2 separate regions of the Bombyx mori genome follow, and region 2 is linked to region 1. A link is a contact called in public Hi-C data. All regions are on one chromosome and are shown on one strand. Each heading gives the region's core, a stretch centred on a gene start, on an enhancer-like site or on the middle of the called end of the contact. The rest is flanking DNA. Distances are from core to core; before and after follow the strand shown.

Region 1 (4,905 bases), core at 780-3,279:
AGCAAGTACCTATCTATGGGGTGAAAAATGTATTTTCGTGATAAATAAAAATATCGTTTAGGTAACAAACATGTCACTAATCATTTTGGTTGTGTGATGACTTATTAGTTTTGATGTACCTAGTGATTGTGATTTTTTTTTTTATTGCTTAGTTGGGTGGACGAGCTCACAGCCCACCTGGTGTTAAGTGGTTACTGGAACCCATATATATATCTACAACGAAAATGAGCCACCCACCTTGAGATATAAGTTCTAAGGTCTCAGTATAGTTACGATGGCTGCCCCACCCTTTAAACCGAAACGCATTACTGCTTCACGGCAGAAATAGGCAGGGCGGTGGTACCTACCTGCGCGGACTCACAAGAGGTCCTAACACCAGATTGGACCTCTAGTTTGGGTTGGAGCCCCGTGAGATCACCTACATCTTAGGGTAACGCTGAAATAGCCTCTCAAGGCTACCAGCATAGGTAAAAAAACTACTCTTTTCGTTACTTGCAAATGTAGTATAGTAGTATACTTGTACTATTTTCTCTACCTATTCGATGGTAGCCCAAGGGACTATTCCAACTACGCCCGGACGGGTAGGTGAGCTCACGGGCTCAACCTGAGAGAATTTGCTAACACTAGCCCTAGCAAGAGCAGTGCTTCGCATAATCTACCACCGAATCGGAATCGCAACCCTCTGAGAAGATCCGGCGAGAAACTCAGTGAGCTGTGTCTGTGGGTTAGTTCGCTCGTCTAACTCTTCGTCGTAATAACTTGCACTTGCACTTGCACTTGCACGTGTACTTGTACTTGCACTTGCACTTGAAGTTGTACTTCTACAAGTATTCAAGTACTTGCACACGACTAAATGCAGCTCTACATCGTATGACGCCTACGTCATTATCTCACCTGAAGTTTTATTAACAGCCAGTACTACTGTCAATTTATATTATTACCAGCCGTTGTACTATAAAGAATTGGGACCGCAGAACTCATGTCTCGAGGTAGGTGGCGGCATTCAACTTGTAGATTTCTATGGACTTCGCTAACCACTTAACACCAGGTATCCCAGGAGCCAACCATGCTAAAAAATAATAATAATAGGTAATATCCAAAACTACTAATATTCTGTTAATATATGTAATATATGTAAGTCTTTTTTTTTTTATTACTTAGATGGGTGGACGAGCTCACGGCCCACCTGGTGTTTAGTGGTTACAGGAGCCCATAGACATCTACAACGTAAATGCGCCACCCACCTTGAGATATATGTTCTAAGATCTCAGTATAGTTATAACGGCTGCCCCACCCTTCAAACCGAAACGCATTACTGCTTCACGGCAGAAATAGGCAGGGTACCTACCCACGCGGACTCAAAAAGAGGTCCTACCACCAGTAAGAATTATGGCAAAATGCCAAAAAAAATATGCAAACAACTATTTACTTAAATAAGTTTAGAACATCTCTATTATTAAACTGTATAGAGAATGCTTCAATCAAGAACCAGTTTTTTCAGTACCCCTTTTCGGAAATGCGAAATGCATTCGCAAAAAAATATGCATTGTCAAATATAGGCAGATGGTCAAACATTATAATGGTAACATTAATATCCATATGGACATAAATAACGGTCAATTTCGTTCAGTAATAATTTTTTTAATTATTTTTTTGCAATGTGCTATCATACGAGAACTAGCAAGCGGCGTACATTGTGGCAGCAAACGCTAACCGTGAGTACTCGTGAGCATACTTCACTCATATAATGTTCAGAAAAACATAATAGCTCAGTATCAAAAGTGCAATAACAAAATAATTTTCATTTAAAAAAAAAAAAATGTGAAACAAATTTGAAATTCGAATAGATTTTATTGTATTTCCTCCAAAAAAAAATTGATTGTTCAAATTAAATCAATAACAAAAGTTTAAAAAATTCAAAATAAGAACGCGATCGAAATTTAAACAAATCTCGGATTAACATTCGACGTGACCACGGTCCAAGCTGTAGGCGTGGTCACACGTGCCACTCACTGTCCATTGGTCAGTCAACTATACCGTACTATGGGGATTCGGTTGACTGAGCGCTTTGATTATTGACTCCCACTGACTATTCTTATTCGAAGCTAGATCGTTCTAATTTTAAAAATTAAACATTTAATTTTGAAATTAAATCAAATTATGTTTTTTTGAAGTTTTTATGCCCTGGTAACGAGACATTTAAGCCAATTTGATTTTTTTAAATAAAAACACCACAGATTATACATTCATCTTAAATGAGTTGGAGTATTAATATTGATATTTGATTTCTCATTCGCTTTGATAACTGTTTAGTATGTTATTTATGTATGTTTATGATAACTGTTAAGTATGTGATGTTACTGAATGAATACATTTTAATAATGAATCTAAAACATGGACGAAAAGGAGTTTCTAATTGGAATTTGTGTTCCTCTCGAATTATGTACTACTTTATATAACTTTATTTGAATTGAGATAAATAAAACGTAACGCATTAATTCTTTACTAATACATCCAGTTAAATTTAATTTATAAGTACACATCTTAGAAATCAAATGGCGTCGCCTTCATCAGAAGGCAGATGGCGACACACGTCAATAAACTAATAAGTCGCAGTGGATCGCGTCAAGTCGCAAGCCCACAGATACAATCCACTGAAGTTCTCACCGATCCCGATCTGGTGGTGGATTCAGGGAGGCACTGCTCCTGCTAGAGCTGGTGTAAGAGATTTCTCTCAGGCTGAACCCTTAAGGCTACCAGTGGTTAGGTAGGGGAAAAAACATCATGTAAGTACAAAATAAGCGATGTAAATATAAAGGCAGTCTGATTTTGTACATTGAGTAAATTTCGTCAGACTACGCAATATGGATAGAAAGAGTTGAGTCGACTGCTGACATATAGCCTAATAGATTCAGCGCATACATTTAGTATCGTTCGTAGGATACCTAAAATTTGACGTATTTGTCAGCTTCTTCTAAAGCGTGAAGATATACAAGGTGAAGTATCGAACAGTCAGTGTCATCGACTAAACGCTTTGGTCAAACAAAAAATGTGAGTTCTTACTTAGTAAAGTTGTTAAATTTTATTAAATATAAACTAATTCTGGTAGCTTTGTGTGGAGAAAATACAATGTATTTTTATTTATGGTTGTTACATTTCAATTTTTGACAATTAGTGAGTGGAGTATTGTCAATGTAAAATCACAAATGGTTACTCAAATACTAAAATTTTAACGCCATCTAGCGAACCACTACGAAACCAACTGCAATAAATCGATACAACAAAATCTTATTCTTCAAACCAACCATGAAATAATGAGATTAAATTTATATATTTTCTTATAAGAATCTATCTATAGTTCGTGACTTTATTTTTTAATATTAAATTAGCTTTTTTAAATTCATATAATATTTTATTTAGAACTGGAAGACTTAATTGCACAACATGAAAAACATTTTTGAAAATAAGCGGTATCTGTTTGTCATCGACTTTATTATATAGATCAATGTAAAATGGAGCTTATAATTTCACTCTGGCTTAAATTTAATACCTACATTTCATTACTTATGTAACGAAACTTCTCTTTAAATTACTGTGACCATTCACTTATTTTACTAAATGCCAATATTGTGGGATTATAAATGAAAATTGCTTAAACTTGTACCAAGCACCAAAACAAATTTTCAGTTGTTTTGCTACTCGACGCTAGATGGCGCTACTTCACAATTGTGTTTTAATTTCACCTCTACACTGAACATACATTGAACTAACGTGTCAAATGCTGTTGAATTTGTTTTAGGTATGCTCAGTAAATAAAAAATAGGGTTTTCTTTGTATAAATTTTTTTCAACATGTATTATGTGCTTTAAAGGTATTTGCAGTTACGGATTTGCAATTACGGCTTTGAATTGTAACGAATTTGCCTTTTCCAAGATTCATCAATAGGTCTTTTTTTAATGAATTACCAATTTCTTCTTCTTCTAGATGCCAATTAAAAAAGAAATCGTACTTCATTAAAAACTTAGCAAATATCAGGAATTATTTAAGTACTTTAATTTTCAATACAAATCCAAATAATACATAAATATTATGTAAGTATGTATTTTTTTTGTTTGTCCTCTATGCGTTTCTAAACCATTCATCCGATTGTGATGCAACTTGGTATCGTTATTTTTGGTACTTCGGGGAAGTTTTTCTCACAGCATTACCAACGCACGATAGGGGGCGCACGTATAGCTTCAACGAATGAGTTTATTCCATCCATTGAGCGATATTCGAACGAAACTACAAGTTGTCTTTACAAAAAAAAACTGGACGCATTTTAAATGTCTTTAGACTTTAACCTTTCAAATCTAACCTTTCTAATAGTAGGCAGCGGTTTGGCTCTGCCTCTGGCATTACTGACGTCTATGGGCTACGGTAATCACTTACCATCAGGTGGGCCATATGACCATTTGTCTTAAAAGGATAAATAAAAAAAAATAGACCATCACTTGAATTATCATATCAACGATGTATCATTATTATATTCTTTCAAATTCCGAATGACACCAATTCATTGCTGGTAGTAGTAAGTTTGTTATAAAATTTAATCATTTTAGTACATCTTTCAACAAATAGACATATCATTGTTTAACCACCACTGCTTCGGCGAAATTTAATTAAAATTTAACTATTAAAAAGAATTAATCCTCTGTTTTTTAACTCTATTTTTAGTTAATATTACAAATAAAAAATTTAAAATAATTAAAATATACTTTCAGATATTCTTAGCGAGTTAACAACATCGCTCACGTTAAATTTACTATTATTATCGGAATACTTTTTAATGCTACTTATATTGGTCTAATTAACACACCCTAATAACAGATTCTGCATTATTCGCTCCGTACTGACAGATTACTT
Region 2 (5,039 bases), core at 2,313-4,812, 280 kb after region 1:
CAAATATTTTTGTGTTGTATGATATCAAAATAATATAAGTGATTAATAATATTCAAATAACGATTTGAGCATTATTCTATCGACGAAGAACACTTTGGTCTTCCATGACGACGATAATTGTAAAAGTATCCGAAACGCTGGAAGTTATATAATGACAATAAAAAAGCTAATTCATTTTCAAACTTCACCGCGCAATCTATCTCTGAAATCTATCTCTTAAAAACATACAGAGAAAATTTGACATACTGGTCTCCCAATCTAGCGCGAGTGGGTGTCACGCCGAACCCCCCAGGTGGTCGGGCCATTTTACCACGTTAGGCTGTGACGGTCGCTTGTAATTCTGGCGCCTAATGCGACTATTCCTATTTCAAGTTTCCCCTCCAGCTTAAGTACGGCCTGACGCAGGAGATAACGCTCCTCACTTAACCGATGTATGTGGATAGTGAAATTGACGTTTCAACATCGAACCTTAAGTTGAACGATATCGAATGCTGCTTATGAATACTCGAATTTGCGGGATTCATTTAATTAAAATCACTTAATTTGAACATCGGATATTGTAAATGACTTTTCGGATAATATCTTGGTGTTCATAAATAAATATATCTATTATCAATATTGTCGTCCATAATTATTATAAAATATTTTTTGTGTATCTCAGGAATGTGGACCAGATTGGACTATTATAACAAATTACATTATTATTTTAGCAACGTTTTGGTCTTTTATTAGACCTTCATCAGGCATCTGAAAATTACACATAATTGATAACCTACAATACAAAAAACAACAATTGTCGAAACTACCATATTTACCATAATATGAATTTAAATAATCCCTATCTTACACTGCACACTTGTCTCAGACATCAGAGACTAATACAAATCTACAAAGCCGCTAAATTATTTAATTACTATTTTTGATTCCGGAAACAATATATATACGGTAAATATATCTATTTACATGAGTCAGTTATTAACGGTGTCGTTGGGCAGACTATGGGGCCATCCTGGTATTCAAAATTGCTAGAGTCAAAAAATGTTGGCAAGTACACGAGACTGAAATCTCAATAGCAACAGAACAACAGAAGCTACAGAAAAAAATAAGCATTCTAGTACCAGTCTGGTATCATAAAACATGCCCCACAACTAACTAGTTACGATATGATATTATGATACAAACGAAAAGAATGCTTAAAAAAAAACATTATCAAGGACAGTGAATAATCTCGAAAACTTAATTAAATAATTATTACCTTACTAGCTGACCCGGCAAACTTTTTAGGGCCTCAATCGATAAACAAAAAACCTAAACTTTTGTATAAAATAAACTTAAAACAAACAAAAGGAATCCGTCCGACGGGAGGGAAATCAAAGGGAAAATTGTTATTTTTATTTAATTCCGAGCATTTTCATATTTATCTACCTTTTAAACCTTCTCTGGACTTCCACAAATAATTCAAGACAAAAATTAGCCAAATCGGTTTAGCCGTTCTCGAGTTTTAGCGAGACTAACGAACAGCAATTCATTTTTATATATAGAAATTTATAAATTATAATGTACAACAATGTTGTGCGGTGGCAATGCCATAACAAAATAAATATATGCGAACCATATAGTCGACTCAACTATAAGCATAATTAAAGAGAGGTCACACGCAACCCATAACAACACAATATAAAATTATACTATAGTCAATACTAAAACGCAATTTAACTACACAAGAAGACAACGGAAATAGTATAAAACTCAATTGAAAAATAAACGTTAATTTAAAAATACTATCTCCGTCTCCCTCTATATATTATTATTATCTCTTTTTTTTTTTAAACTGACTATATACTTTCAAATACAAAAACAACGGTTAATAATAAGGCATCTAATTCTCCAGTCTGCGACAGTCGTTCTCTAAACAAAGATAAAGTCGCGTTCACACAAATAGGTGCGGGCGGCACCCGTTCCGAATATAAATCGAAATCGTAAGTTTCGGTGCGGGCTAATTAATTGCTACGGGATTACTCGAGGCCGCTATTCCGAGTACCTACTGGTTACGCGAGATTTAGTATAGCATCAGCCGCAACCGGACATCAATAATGAAACAATCTGCGAAATAGTTAAAATGAATCATTATCAAATCAAATTCTATCTCCTATATATGTCATGTCTTAAAATCTATATCTATTTATTTGTTTGCTTGCTTGTCTTGTGTGCGTTCCTAAATAATTTACACTCTAAGGTTTTCCTTCCGCAGTCAGATTACTATAGGTGGCGCGCGAGAAGTATCAATAATTATGTTTTCATACTATTAGAGATTATCTTAGCCAAACGTGGATTCACTGGTTTCTATAATTATGGAGACCCAAATCAAAATAAGCACAGAGAATGACGTCAAATCTAATCTTATTGGGTCTGTGGTTATTATTTTTTGGATTATTTTGGCCCCAAATGACGTCATAAGTCATGAAATGGCGTTTGTGCGAGGTCTGTAAATTTTTAGGTGCAATTTAAAAAGCTAGATTTCTCTTTCTTTTTCCCCTTTTAGTAGATTTGTTTTCTTTTAAGGTAAAACCAAAAAATATGTTTGAAGACACCTGCATCATTTGTGTGTTAAACGGACTATTTTCAATAATTAACAATTTAGTGGGTAGTCGTTAAATATTCCAAATAAATCTATCATGACAAGTAATGTACATATAAAATTGATTTTTTGTAACATGAGAATTTTAGTTTCCATTTTTTAACACACTTTGATTCACACTGTACCTATTTGTTTCACTATCTATCTAAATGAATCTTTCTTTAAAATATTAGATTAACTTAAAAAATTGCGCACCTATCGGGGACCGATGGATGACAATACAACATTTTTTTAATAATATGTCCTAATATTTTGATCAGGTTTATCAAGATGTTTCGATATATTTTTTTATCTATTTAATTTTTATTTTTTACTTATTTCAGCGTGTTTGTTTTTAGTTCTTAAGCTATTTTTATATTAGATGGGTGGATGATCTCACGCGTACTTTTTGGTAAGCGGTACAGCTCAGAGACACTGTAGAGTGAATGATGGCGACCACCGTGAGACATCAAGGACTTGTAAAACAATGTTTTGTAAAATGACTATACATGGTACATTTAACTTTATTACCGCGGGATAGATTTGGATGAAATTTGGAATTGCCCCTAGTTCAGCCATGAGTTAGTACTGCATCAAATTAGTCTCACATTACATAATATTCAAAATCAAACAAAAAAATAGGAAACAATTAGGTCATCAAGGTATATCAAATATTTCGATACAAAAGAATTTCCAGGATCCTAAACGCCACTAAAATTCTAAATTTCGTAACATTATTTACGTGTCAGAGTTTTTGTCTGGAAGCAACAGGCTGCCCTATTGTAATTTATATCTAGCGCACCAAACAGCAGCAACCCATAATTCGGGGCAAAAACCAAAAATTAAACATCATCCTTTGTTGGCGAAAACGCTAAATTGAGGAAATTTCCATCCATTCTACAACCAGGCGTCATCCGCGCCTAAACCCCGCTTCAATTTCAATAGCACCCCAACATACTCCCTACACCCTTTAGGACACCCCCACATCACGTTGTCTCGCTCTGACTTACCCGTATTTTGTTTACGCAAAAAGGATAGTTTTACCTACAGGGCAGGTCCGAAAGTTAGACATATATTATTGTATTATACGGCCGTAGGTGGCGCGGGGGTGAAGATTGATGCGGCGGAGTGCGGGGGGGTAGTTTCGGCAACCCTATGGCGAACGTAACGAAATTTACGTCACGCATGAATGTGTGAGTGTTTGTGTACGTGTGGCCTATTCTCATACTTAGATGTTGGAATATTATTACATTGATTTATGTTGTTTATATTAAATCTTAAGCGAACTTTCACTACGACTAAGGTAGCAGCAACTGGTTGTTAAGCCTCGTCCATAATTATTTTAAATCCACAGATTATATATTGTCATACTACAATTTTCAATTAAAATAAGGCAACATTAGGGACGTCACATTGCGTCAGTTTGAGTAGAGATGCAGTTAGCAAGTCGGGCTGACAACCCAATGACAAGCTTTGCCTGCTTCTGTTAACAACGCTCAAACTTTTGTGCAACCCCGAGTTAGAACATGAAACAATAGAGAGAGATTCTGTTTCACTCTTTTGTTAATTAGAAATTTCTAGAATAACAAAGAACATAAATATAGCTTCCCTGTATTTATTAAAATAAATCCCACTTTTGATTTCCGATATAAAACAAATTTCAAATCAATAGAGCAAAACCGAAGAACAAATAATAGATATTTTTAAAAGGGGAAATATTTAGCCCGTTTACAAATTTAAAACGGCAAAACAAATATTGTTATTACTATCGTTACACCAGAATTACAGTATTAACTATTCCAAAATGATATGCTTCTAGAATGACGGAGATAATATAATAAAATTGTTATATAGTTTGCCTCCTACGTTTTACTCAAAAGAAAAAAGTCTCGCGTGATTATCTTCGGGATTACAACGAAATGAAAACGTTATTAGGCTTCAAACCAATCTCGTACATTTTTGATATGTACATTATTTTGAGGACAGAGCACGCAAAACTTCGGATTTGTGGGAAATTGAATTGGTAATATGAGAGGATAAGTAAAACGTGAATTTTATTAAGGTAACCTTACGGTAATACTAAATTAGAATTATATTCAGTACGTACCTACACGAAATCTTCACTGATTTTTAAATCGCCTTTTTTTAGTGTCCAGTGATTTTCATAAAATAAATGCTAATGAACCTATTAACAAAAGTGGTTATTAAAAGAATCAAGTTTGGCAGTCAGCATTACCCGGGATCGAAATAGACAACACGTTCTAAGGCAAAATTAGTGACTCTTTTTTTATTGAGCCACGTGGGTGGACGGGGTCACTGCCCTTTTGATGTTGCCAGAGCTTAACACGACTCAAACTTAGCGCCAACTTTACCATTGTGACGTACACATATCAGAGAACTTGCCACTAACAAAAACACAATC

What was found. A called contact is a pair of places that touch in the nucleus more often than the background predicts.
Region 2: a Hi-C map of posterior silk gland shows a contact between it and region 1, with 2.6 times the contacts expected there. The contact joins two enhancer-like sites. A contact is called at or near these places in 3 of 7 Hi-C or Micro-C datasets (middle silk gland, posterior silk gland and whole pupa).

What each region holds. Positions count from the first base shown.
Region 1 is chr18:4,975,397-4,980,301 of ASM3026992v2, forward strand. No RefSeq gene overlaps it. Among protein-coding and RNA genes, the nearest start is that of LOC101739459, 68 kb to the right of the region's middle. Within about 2 kb of position 2,030, at least 7 of the 8 cell types and tissues checked have open chromatin away from gene starts, as enhancers often do.
Region 2 is chr18:5,254,984-5,260,022 of ASM3026992v2, forward strand. No RefSeq gene overlaps it. Among protein-coding and RNA genes, the nearest start is that of LOC101739600, 22 kb to the left of the region's middle. Within about 2 kb of position 3,563, at least 2 of the 8 cell types and tissues checked have open chromatin away from gene starts, as enhancers often do.